4 separate regions of the Mus musculus genome follow, and regions 2, 3 and 4 are each linked to region 1. A link is a contact called in public HiChIP or PLAC-seq, Micro-C and promoter capture Hi-C data. All regions are on one chromosome and are shown on one strand. The core of a region is the stretch at or near the end of the contact, and the rest is flanking DNA. Distances in the headings are between cores, read along the strand shown. Region 1 holds the start of Tmem245 (transmembrane protein 245). Region 2 holds the start of Ecpas (Ecm29 proteasome adaptor and scaffold). Region 3 holds the start of Lpar1 (lysophosphatidic acid receptor 1). Region 4 has its middle 12 kb from the start of Gm22150.

Region 1 (2,922 bases), core at 182-2,681:
CATTAGGATATGCTAATTTATGAGGCTGAAGGTACAACTCAGTAGCACACATGACACCCCCAGCACCACCACCCCCGCAAAAGTACTCCTATACACCCCGAAGAAAAGTACCTGACAATGTCTTCAATCAACTTTAAACAAGAACCAAGAGATGACCTCATGATCCTGGGACCAATTAGCAATCTACCTTTGGCAAGTTTAAACCTGCTCTAGCAAAGAAAGGCAATTACTTTGTAACGTTAATAATCTCAGGGCATATTCACTTTTTCAGTAACAAAGTGAATAAAGGTGAAATAGTATGGGGTGTATACACGCTAGATCTCGCGCTGTCTAGGATCTCGCTATTCCAGCGTTGCATTCTTAGCCCCTGTGGTAGTTTACCAACCAACATTCTTAAGATTCTTAAGCATTAAATAACCACTTCACTTTAACCTTGCCCGATAAATATGTGAACTAACCAGCCTGCGACGTAGTCTGAGTCAGGAATTCGCCTCTAAGATTATCTTTGCGATTCCTTCCAATTCTGAAGTTCCTCGATTGACACCTGGTATCTCTCTCCTTTAACGCAGTCCATTGCTAACGTAGACCGGGTCGCAATGGCCCCCACATAAGTAATACAGTTCTCGAAAGCGCCCAGAGTCACACACAAACTAGGGTGAAAGAACTGAACTCAGCCAAAGGACCTTTTCCCTAGCGGAGGGCGGGTTTCAAATCACACCCGCCTCTCTGGAAGGAAGCGCGCCAAGTCCCTCGGCCGTGGGAAGGCGCTCACTGGAGGACCTTTGGCCGCCTTGTCGCGGCGTCCCGGGTCCCGCCAACCTCGCACGCACTCCCCCATCTCACTCACCCACAGGCTGCTGAAGTAGTCGAGGCCGCGGCAGATGAGCGCGCCCGCGTGCGCCAGCAGCACCTGCACGCCCAGGTAGCTGCCCAGGCAGTAGAGCCCATAGAGCAGCGGGCCGCCCGCTCCCAGCAGCAGCAACAGGCGGCGGCGGCGCAGCGCCTGCTCGCCCAGCGCCTCCACGCCGTAGTCGGCGAAGCAGAGCGGCAGCAGCAGCGCGGCCAGCACGATGGGCGTGTGCGCGCGGTGCAGGCGCCGCAGCCACAGGCGGCCCAGGCGCGTGAGCGAGCTCTTGAACGGGTGCAGGAAAGTGCCGCACAGCACGGCCCAGAGCAGCGGCCGCAGGAAGGCCTCGAGGATGAAGTACACGAGCACCGCGGCGCCGCAGCACAGGCACACGAACAGCACGGCGCCCGTGTTGTAGAAAGCCTGCTTGATGGGCTTATCGAAGCGCAGCGCCAGCGCCGCGGTACGCGGGGTCTCGCCCGGCCCGACCGTGCGCGGGGCCCGGGACTCTGGCCGGGGAGAGCCCCGCGGGCTGGGCGCCTCAGCAGGGCCGCCGCGGTCGGCCATCGCGCCTCTGCCTGGACCGAGGGGCGGGGCTGCGAGCGGGGGAGGAACGCGAGGCGGAGGAGGGCGGTGCAGCGAGGATTTGTGGGTTTTGTAGTTCCCAGCGTGCGGTGGAGCATGCGCCAGAACCTAAGGAAACTACAACTCCCAAGAGGCTGAACGCAAATGCCTCCGCCCTTGGGCCCAATGGTCCCACAGGGACCAGGTAACAAGTTTTGAGGGGGTCCAAGAAAATGGGGTTGGGAGCGGGGGCGGATACTTTAATTGATGTCAACTTTTCCGGAGACAGGATCTCAAAAGAGACTCAGAGATGGAAAACACAAGCTGTATGTCTAAAAACACTGATGCACAGACTTAGTTTAACTGATTTATTTAATAAATACTTATTTTTAATCGTGTGTATGTAACATGTGTGGGTGACCAAAGAAGCCAGAAGTGTCTAATCCCCACAGACAGAGTTACAGGAGGTTGTGAACAGCCTTATTTGGATGCTGGGAATAGACCTCAGGTCCTTTGGAAGAATAATACACACTCTTAAACACGTTTTAAAGTGTTCTCTTATGTATATGACAGGGTTTTAAGTAGCTATTGCCTGGTCTAGGTGCTTGGCTCCTACCAACTCATTTTATCTTTAGAACACCCCTACAGAGATGCTACTAGTCTTGTTTTGTAGAAAACAAGGGGCGCAGAGAAATTAAGTACCTGGCCTCGTACAGCTTCCAAGTAGGTGAAGCAGGTTAACACTGTGGACGCTTATTCTGTAGTTTTTCTGTCTATGCTAACTGAACTGAACAGGGGATCCTGTTAGGAGCCCTTTGATAGTATCTATTGAAAGGCTATGGGTGTAGATCAGTGGTAAACTGTGTGATTGTCCCATTTAATTCAACACGGGTAGATACAAACATGAAGACTGACTTCAGGAAAACGATATTAAAACGGTGTATATATACCGAGCTTCACACATGTCTTCCTAAGCGTGTAAGCCCTTCCACTCTCTCTCTGAGGGCCGCGGAGAAATGCCCTATTTCCTCCCATCCCTGCTAATTTACCTCTGAGCTCCACCTCTTCCTCCAGCTGGGTAGAATACTATTCACACAAGGCAAGCCTTGCCTTCCTCACTTCCTAGATTCCTAATGGATGACACCTGGGTTACAGCAGCAGCTGAAATGTTACAGACTCTGTAATCATGGCTGAATTTCTAGGGAACTTTTCTTATACTCACATGTAAAGTTCCTTAGAGAACCATAATGTGCTGTGACTATTAACCTTTTGTGCCTCATACAGATTTAGGAGCCTCAGTATGGGAGCAATCTAAATACCTCAGAATACCTATAGCAGAATGTTAAACAGCCACTCTTTGCTTTTAGTACCTGGGGGGTCAGGTCAGCAAAGCTCCCCACTGCAATGCTCTCTCTGGCAAGGGATAATGGAAATCAGAGTTCTTACTACAGGGTGCTTGTGGAAAAAGAACAAGCCCTGAGCAGTGCGGGGGTTCTTCCGCCCTAAGGAAA
Region 2 (2,922 bases), core at 136-2,635, 2.0 Mb after region 1:
CTCCCATCTGTGACCTTTCTGCCGATTCCTTGGAGGTGCGGGAAAGGCAACCCTCTCCCCTTCCCCAAAGCTCCACGTCCAGAATTCGCCCGTCAGTCAGAATCAAGGGACATGCGGGGGGTCTGACGGAACGGACGGGTGGACACAGTCCGACCTGGGGGCGACAGGCCGCGCGCCAGCTCCGGTAGCAAGCCAGGGGCCCGGGATCCCCCCAAAGCCCGGGCCGAAGCAGATTTCGAGCAGGGGTAGCTAAGCCCGGGGCTCTGGTTTCAATTTCACGACGTGACATTGCAAACCTGCGGCCTACGAGCGCCCGCGGCGGCGGCCCGCGCCTGTTCGCCCGCCCTCCCGCCAGGCCTGAGCCCCGGAGCCCCGTGCCGAGACCACCGCACACCCACTTGCCCGGCCCCGCGCCCCCCCAGCCTCCCGTGTCTGGCCGGGCCCAGCCCCGGTCCTGCGTGGAGTTAAATCCCGCTCCCAGCTGCAGGCTCCGCGCCGCACTTACTCAGCTCGTCCTGGGAGGCGGAGGCGGCGGCCGCAGCCATGTTGCGCCCGGGAGCGAGCGAGGGAGGGGCGGGCGGGCGGCCGGCGAGGGGGGCTCGCGGCCGTCGCCGTGCCGTGCCGTGCGGTGCCGCGCCGCGCCGCGCCGTGCCGCAGGGGCCCGGAGCCGCCTCGGGTCTCTCACGCGGGCCGCGCTGCGCCCTCGAGGCCCGCCCGCTGCCTGCGTCCTCTGCGCTGCGAGCGTCGCTCTCGCCGCGCCTCGCGAGCTCGCGACTCGGGAGCTCCCTCTCAGCCTCGCGCCTCGGAGGAGCCGCTGCCGCCCGTGCGGCCGAGTGACCGCGCGGCGGCTCTTCGGCTCGGCGCCCGGCTTGCTAGCCTCACGCCGGCTCTTATATTTAGAAAGAGCTGAGCCATCCTCCCCCCTCCCCCTCCGCCTCCGCCGGCCCCTCGCGCGCCCGCTCGCCCGCCCTCGCTGCCTCGCTCGCGCCGCGTCCTGCCCACCTGCCGCCGCCAAGCTTCCCCGGCGCGGAGCGGGAGACGCAGACGCGGCGGGCCAACCCCTGGACCTGAGCCTCATTCCCTCAGCCGCACGCAAGCACGCGGCCTCTGACCTGAGTCGGAGCCGGTCTCCATAGCCCGGGATGCTGCGGCGACCCAGCGAGGTGGAGGACGGGCCGGGCCCGAGGAGACGCGCGGCCGCTCCGGAGGAGCCTGCGTGCGGCCGAGCGGAGCCGGGCTGTCCTGGCTGCCGCGGAGAGCTTCCCCGCCCCGGGCTGTGGCGTTAAAGGTCTGCGGCTGTCACGTCCGCCTGGTCGGAGCTGGAGGAACACGCGCCCGGACGGAGGAAGAGACGCGGACTCGGAAAAGTAGAGCGGGGCTCGAATCGGAGGAGGAGGAGGAGGAAGAGGAGGAAGCCCCGCCCTGCGCCTCGCGCCCAACTTCTCGGCCGCCGCGCTGACTCAGGCCGGGCCTCCGAGCAGCCCCGAAGTTAAAGCCCAGAGGGACCTGCACCGAGGGCTCACCCTGGGGGATGCTCCCCTAACGTTAGCCTCCCGAGCGAGCTGCGAGCCAGGGAAGGGCCGGAAACCACGATATTTGAGCTACCAAGACGTGCTTTAGAGTCCTTCTTCTTAACCCGAGTTTAGTGGCAATCCCAACTTTTAACTTTAAGCCTCTCGTTGGTCCATGAGGTCGTGTACAGCTGCAAAATGGAATTCAAATCAAGGGCTTATATGGTTACTATAAGAACAACCAAAAAAAAAAAAAAAAGAAAGAAATTAGGTGCCAGATCAAAGACATTTTTAGAGGAAAAGAAAATAATCGAGACCCTAAATGAACTGAAGTTGCATATATTCCCGCAAAATGGAATCCCTAGGGCCCTAGATAATGCCTTGAAATTTGAATACATGCGGCTCCCAATGTAACTTAGGCAAGTACGAGATAGCAACAAACACTGACCATGTTACTTCCTGTATTAATTTTACATTTACAAAGAAAGTTACATTATCTTTGTCATTATCATAAAAATAAGAGTCCTTCCTCCTAGTTCAGCTACCTCACCCATCTCACACCCAAGAGAAAAATTATTAAATGTAGAATTTGTTGATGCTTCAAGACCTAGTTCTGCACACATGTATAGCCCCAGGTTCAGTTTGGTTCATAGTGATAAAACTTGGATATGGTCTCTCTCTCTCTTTCTCTCTTTCTCTCTCTCTCTCTCTCTCTCTCTCTCACACACACACACACACACACACACACACACTCCTTCCCTGCTGCTTGTTTTGCCTAATGCTGGACTTTGGGACAATAATTAGATCCTGAGAGTCTGGCCTAATCAGAGGTTAATACTGATTGCACAGCTCCATTGCCCATGGAAAAGCAGGAGGTGGGGCTAACTGAAGGAAGTATATCACTGGAGGTGTGTTCTTAGGGACTGTGTTGCAATGGCCTCTTCCTGTCATTGCTGTCTGCTTCGTGTTTGCCGTGAGAGGGGCTGCTTTATTTCATCACACACACCCTGCCACGTGTCCAGCCCCACCTCAAGTCCACAGCAATGGAACCAAGTGACCATGTACCACACCTCTGAAACTGTGAGCCAAATACAGTTTTGTTTTTTTACTCATTTTAAATGGTCATAAACTTGTCACAGTGACAGAAAAGCAAACACAGGTGGAGTCCAGGTTCTGGGTAAATGTTTTCAACCCCCACAAACACTTTCACTATTAATTGGAAGAACTACATTACCATTTGTTAATGACTTAATAGTATATGTACCTTCTCCCCAGCCCCATTCCCATATCCCCAATCTCACCCTACTCTCCAGATTGACTAACTCCAGACTAACTCCACCCTCTCCCTCCTGGGGACTTGAAACTGACTAGATTTGTATAGTGCTCTGAGCCTCAGTGCTTTTTTAGTGGA
Region 3 (2,922 bases), core at 126-2,625, 1.6 Mb after region 1:
AAGATGGCTGAAACAGCAAAGATCATCCTACCCATTCATTTTCCTGATGAGGACACCAAGCCCAGGAGCCCAGAACCCGTTCAGGGTACACCGCTAGGGGACGCTGTGTACAAGGAGGCTCTGATGTGGTTCTGCAAGTCACCCTTCTCAGCCTTTCCGCCTCAAACTGCTTCCCTCTCTTTCTACATTTTTTCCCTCAAATTCACACTCAAGACCAAAGAAAAGGAAAAATAAAATAGAATTTTAAAAAATATTAGAGCCCTGGTGATTATTATTCATGATGTTGCATCTGGAGGAACCAAGGGCAAAAACTAGATGCTATTACAGCTGTGTTTTAATGCAGCTGGCTGTGGTGCACGGGGCCTTAAGCGTAATGTTGATTCCTCTTCCTTGGTATTCATTCCATCTGAAAGAGACTATGTTCTTCCATTTTCTAAGACTTTGAAACCCGGACTTCTGACTTCATAGTCATGTTAGGTGAGCAAAAGACACTTACACAAAAGGATAAGCACGCAGCTCTGTCGAAACGAATAGAGGATTCCGCTTTAATAACTAGCTACCTTCTTCTAGTTGCAGTTAGCAATAGGTATCTCTGACGATGGGTATAGCTTAAGAGTAAAACTTTTCACAAGCCAGTACTCGCTGGAAACCCACATGGAAGGAAAGCTCCGAAGATTTCAACTAAAAAGAAAAAAAAAAGAAGAAGAAGAAGAAACACAGGCGAAAGGAAGAAAGAAAACGGGAGACGAGGAAGAAAGGACTGAGAAAAGAGACAGTCTAGGGCCCCAGCCTGGAAGCAGCAACAAGCCCTGGGTGCCTCACATCAAAGACCAAATGGCAGCAAAGAAAAACAAGCCTAAAGTTTAAAACCATTCACAGTAAAGTCTCCCTCCCTACAGGAGCAAACAGCCGATCAACCCATTCAAGCAAAATCAGGTTTTTCCCCGCCTTGCATTTCCCAGGTACAGACTAAGCCTAGGGCGGCTTCAAGGAAACTTCAGTTTAAATTCCTTAAACTCAAGGGACGACAAAGTCTCTGGTGAGCAGTGAACTGAGCGCGGGACGCGCGGACACCCGAGCCATCTAAGTCGTCGGGGACGCGGCACCAATAAACTTGGGGAGCCCCTTGCCAGCCCTCTCGCGTCCCCAACCCGATCCAGGTAAGCAACAGGAGGCCACCTACGTGTCACTTGGACGGACCCTGGGGCGCACTGACCTGGCCAAAGGTCGGGAGGGCCGCCCGGGCGGCTGCGGCGACTTCCCTCCCGGGCTGAGTTCCACCGGCTGGTGCGGGAGGCCAGGGCAGCCTCGCCTCCTGCAGGCGGCCTCACACACGCGCGCACACCCACCCACTCCGGGCCCGCGGGCGCGCGCACTCAGGCGCTCACGCGCACGGCTACAAAGCGGCGGGTGGTGGGACAGTGCGAGCCGATCGCGCCGATGGGAGGCGGGGCGGTCGCCACCCGCGCCGCGCCAAGGGACACCCGGCCGCCGTGTCTTTACCTGCTAGGTCCAGCTCCGCAGTTCACGCAGCCGCCGGGCCAACCCAACCCAAGCCTCACCCCAGCACAACCCGGAGCCTACGGAGGGCAGCACTGTGCTGGAGGACAAGAGTCACAACTCCCGGGGCTTTACTGCCGCCCAGTTCCAACTTCCCGGGCTCAAGGAACAGGCAGGCAGCAGAAGAGGCACGGGTGCCAGCCTCCTTACCTCTCCTCCTTCTGGCGCTTTCTGCCACATCCACAGAGCACAAGTCAGAAACTCCCCGCACCCCAAAGCGCCTTTCCTCCCAAGCCGCTCTGCTCTCCTTACCTGCGTGGCACCCACAGCGACTCTGCCTCCTGTGGTCCCCTCCCCCAGTCATTCACTGAACTTCCCGCGCTGCTGCAGGTCGGGGAGGGGGTGGGGGTGAGGGGAGCCTAAGCTTTTCATTCAGTACCTTCGCGGCGCTCCCTTGACCCTCCACAGCAGACACACCCACCTCCGTCACCCCTGGCCCCTCCTGTGCTCACCCCAGCGCCAGGCCTCTTGCAGAGCTTTGGTGGACGCCCTGCATGGTGCATGCTTTGTTGCTGTCCCCTCCTCATTTGAAAAGCCCTGGAAACCATCACAGAGCCTGGGGAAAACAAGAAAAGAAAGGGGGGGGGGGGAGAGAGAACTTGGTGTATGGCCTCCTCCGAGTTGAGTTTCTAAACTTTTTCAGGCAGCACACAAAGTTTCAACCAGCACAGCCCTGTACTTCAGGCCATAGAAAAGCAATAGTTGGCTTTGCAATTGCAAATCAAAGCGAGCGTGCCTTTGTGTCCCTAGAGCTATGATTATAAATTTCTCTTCAGCTAGGAGTGTAACTTTCCAAGGGCAAACTAAGATTTTTCATAGGGCAATTAAGGGCAGGGAAGGCACACCTGGAAGTGTAGGCGGAGGCAGGACCTAAGAATCATTTTCTGGAGACTTCCATCTCAGAAGCCTTACCATCACTCAGTAGTAGATGCGGACAGAGAGAGAGGACTCTCCAGCCGGTCTTCACCCACCTGCTTCACACTCCAGGCCCCCAGGGTGTGTTGAGTCATCAGAATTTTCTGCCTCAACCCACAGCGGAGTCCTCCACACATCAAAAGCAGATGCCTGGGAGTAAAAGCCTGAGGGACATCTAGGGTTGTAGTACCACAGAAAAGCAGGACTGGCTGGCGGCACCGTAGCTGACAGAAAATGAAAGGCAGCGAGGGAGTGGATGGACAACCCCTTGCTTCGTACAAAGAGGTCGCTGCCTAGCAGCTATGGGCAGAGCTGATAAGATAAGACACTGGGGGTTGGATAGTTCCCAAGCTTTCAACAGGTTGTGACTTGATGGGACCATGACCATTTCCTGTCCATGATTTTTCACGGTGCTCAAAACTGAACTGTAAAGCTGGTCGTTTATTT
Region 4 (2,922 bases), core at 187-2,686, 1.5 Mb before region 1:
CGCTTCTAGTCATGGAGTGAGCCCTCCACTCCAAAGTTCAGTTGGATATTGGCAAAATGGAAGGCTGTTCGACTGGTGTTCATGTCCTCTCCACTCCCACAACCCACAACTGTAGTGTCCAGACCATACGTCTTGGCTTCGTGGTAGATTGTGTTTGACGCAGTCACTCCTAGGAGGAGCCTTTCTGTATCCATTCAACAAATGTTTCCCATGGGGACCAAGGGGAGCTCAGCCAACAGGAACCTTAAAATCTTGCTCTCAGGGGGTTTATAGTGTAAAACTGGGGGAGGAACACAGAGAGGGTTGCCACCTGCCAAGCCTGCCTTAACCGGATGGATGGTACGAGGAAAGAGGGAAGGAGCTGGGTATGTGAACTTTGTGATTTGAATAGCAAGGAAGAAGAGAAGACTGCTGAACTGAAAGCATTGTAGATAGAAGATTAAGTTCAAAGGCTCTGGGGCCAATAACATGCTTTTTGAGAGAACGGAGAACTCTAAGGCTTTCTATAGAAATCCGGGTGCCATTTTCAACATTCAGAGTGTACACTGTAAAAAGAAAAAAGGGAAATGAGTAAAATTAACTTGTGTTTTCTTAATACAGGAAACAAACAAAAATACTAATAAAATTGAGCTTTGCTGAATAGTCTCTAATCTCTCTCCCTCTTTTTTTTGTATTAGGGAAACAGAGACAGGAGGATGAGTTCAAAGCCAATCTGGGCAACATAATGAGACCATGTCTTAATATATCTAATTAAGAAAAAAAACCGGGGATATAGCCTACTGGTAGAGTGCTTGCCTACCACGCGTGAGCCCCTAGTTCCATATACCTGCTACCAAAAGCAAACAAACAATCACACTCCCCCCTCACCCATGTTATATCTCCAACATATAGTACAGATTAGAAGCACATGTCAAGTCCTCATTAATCATGGATGCCTATTGGCTAGTAATATGAGACCAGAGTGGGTGTGATTGCCAGAGTTTGGGAGAAAGGGTTCTAGAATCGAAACCTCTCAGGTCTGGACCTTCAAATCCTATTAGGGCTCTCTGCCCTCATGAGGGTCGAGGCACACAGACGGGAAAGCCACATGCTGGCGTCCTCAGAGGCCTCTTGGTCGCTTCCCAGGACCTGTTCTGAGGAGGCCCGCTTGTGCACACGTGGGAAAGCTGCGTGCTGGCCCCGGGCCTGGAGCCACCTCCCGCGCCCACTCGGCCAGGTCTCATTCCAGAAGCGGCGTCCGCCCAGGTGAGGTGAGGCCTCTCTTCCAGCCGTTCAGCCCCGCCCCTTGGACACGGTTTTGGTTTTCGGGTGCAGACAGGTCTGCATTCCTCTGAAGAGGCCCGCTCGGCCCCATCAAAGCCAGCGACAGAGCCACATCACAGTCACCCATGATACCAGCCTGCAGTTCCAGCGAGCACCACGAGGGGCGCAGGCGGGACGGGCCATGCTGGCTCAGATGCCTCTGTGGACTTTCTCCTGGAGTCCTGGGGGCTTTGCTCCCACCACTACCTTCCTTTCACCATCACTCAATCCGTCTGTGCTGTGCTGTCAGCGGTCGCCTGGATTCCCATAGTTTTCTTGAACAACTGATAGGATGGGGGGGAGGGGGGCGGGGGAGAATCCCAGCTGTGAGCCAGACGCAGAAAAAATAGAGGTGCTTTGGGAGCCCTCTATTTGGGGTGATGATGATTCGTGGAGAAGTCCGTGAATCCGAAGTCTGTACATTCCGAGACTGGAGCCAGGAACAAAAAAGATTCCACTGTTCGGATGTTTTCACCCCTGAGGCTGAAATAACAGCGGAGGCCTGACTACCCACGTGGTGTCTGTGGCCAGAATAGGACCCACATAATAATGGCTTAGATCAGGGAAGGGCCTTTCCCATTCCATGATGCAATATTGTCATGACAGCAAAAACAAGGCTCCGCCAGCTGAAGTAGGTACACAATGGCGCCTTGCCTCTGCCCTGCCCACACCTCTGTGCCTTGCAGTAGCATTCCCTAAACGTGTGTGGAGTTGCAGGATTACAGAGAAGTGCCAGAGTCTAGAGGGACCTGCAATTGGCTGCTTCCCAGGGGACTAATGGGCCAGGCTGGTTCACTCTCCCTTAGCCACCCTTCAGCAAGAGAGGGCTATGTGGGTGGGCTATCATACCCACCTTTCTGTGATGTCCCTAAAGCTTCGATCACACTTTTGCAAGCAAGCTTACCTTAAACAGCCCTAACACAACGACCCAGACCAGCTAACCAGGGAACACAGGATATGATAGGTAGAAATCCACAAAATGGTTCTGTGAGCAAGCTCACTTTTGATTTTGTGACAGGAAAAAAAAAAATCGCCGGGCAGTGGTGGCACACGCCTTTAATCCCAGCACTTGGGAGGCAGAGGCAGGCAGATCTCTGAGTTCGAGGCCAGCCTGGTCTACAGAGTGAGTTCCAGGACAGTCAGGGCTATACAGAGAAACCCCGTCTCGAAAAAAAAAAATCATGGATTTGGGGGAGAGGAGTCCAAAGCTGTTAGGCCAGATTTATCTTGATAAAGTATTTATCTTGAAAGACTCCAGTTATAAAAGAGGATGTGAAGTTCAGTCCAAGCTGAGGGTGGCTTATCTCTTTCCTCAGCATAGGTGAGGTGACGCCAGGAGGTTCAGTATTTCAAGGATATCCCTAGACATATATCCTGTCCAAGGTTAGCCTTGGCTATATAAGCGCATCTCTCAGAAAAAAGGGCTAGGCTGTGAAGAGAGCACATATCTAGCACGCCCGAGGGCCTGAGTTCAATTCCTAACACAGAAAGAAGAAAGGAAGAAGGAGAGCAAAGGAAGAATTAAAAACAGGCCTAGGATCAGCAGAAGGGAGATTTCAAATATACAGATCAAAGGAGGTGGTCTGGGAGGGGCTTGATTGGGAAGGTGGGGTGGGGGTG

The links. Promoter capture Hi-C pulls out the DNA fragments that hold promoters and counts their contacts. A called contact is a pair of places that touch in the nucleus more often than the background predicts. HiChIP or PLAC-seq counts read pairs in DNA pulled down with a chosen protein or histone mark.
Region 2: a Micro-C map of embryonic stem cells shows a contact between it and region 1, with 10 times the contacts expected there. The contact joins the promoter of Ecpas here to the promoter of Tmem245 in region 1. A contact is called at or near these places in 2 of 39 promoter capture datasets (both in liver), 1 of 484 Hi-C or Micro-C datasets (embryonic stem cells) and 1 of 115 datasets of contacts at active chromatin or transcription factors (astrocytes).
Region 3: an H3K27ac HiChIP or PLAC-seq map of extraembryonic endoderm stem cells shows a contact between it and region 1, with 8 times the contacts expected there. The contact joins the promoter of Lpar1 here to the promoter of Tmem245 in region 1. A contact is called at or near these places in 1 of 39 promoter capture datasets (liver) and 1 of 115 datasets of contacts at active chromatin or transcription factors (extraembryonic endoderm stem cells).
Region 4: a contact with region 1 is called in a promoter capture Hi-C map of embryonic stem cells, with 5 times the contacts expected there. The contact joins the enhancer-like site here to the promoter of Tmem245 in region 1. A contact is called at or near these places in 2 of 39 promoter capture datasets (both in embryonic stem cells), 2 of 484 Hi-C or Micro-C datasets (both in embryonic stem cells) and 5 of 115 datasets of contacts at active chromatin or transcription factors (all in embryonic stem cells).

The regions. Positions count from the first base shown.
Region 1 is chr4:56,945,998-56,948,919 of GRCm38.p6, forward strand. It overlaps Tmem245 (transmembrane protein 245), which reads right to left and starts at 1,432. Exons shown (of 18, transcript NM_001369260.1): 1 at 848-1,432. The coding sequence starts at 1,414.
Region 2 is chr4:58,911,364-58,914,285 of GRCm38.p6, forward strand. It overlaps Ecpas (Ecm29 proteasome adaptor and scaffold), which reads right to left and starts at 1,386. Exons shown (of 49, transcript NM_172381.3): 1 at 1,113-1,386. The coding sequence starts at 1,134.
Region 3 is chr4:58,551,918-58,554,839 of GRCm38.p6, forward strand. It overlaps Lpar1 (lysophosphatidic acid receptor 1), which reads right to left and starts at 1,376. Exons shown (of 4, transcript NM_172989.1): 1 at 1,217-1,376.
Region 4 is chr4:55,479,230-55,482,151 of GRCm38.p6, forward strand. No RefSeq gene overlaps it. Among named protein-coding and RNA genes, the nearest start is that of Gm22150, 12 kb to the left of the region's middle. Within about 2 kb of position 1,437, at least 93 of the 459 cell types and tissues checked have an H3K27ac peak or open chromatin away from gene starts, as enhancers often do. A contact at or near this core is called in embryonic stem cells, where this site is marked.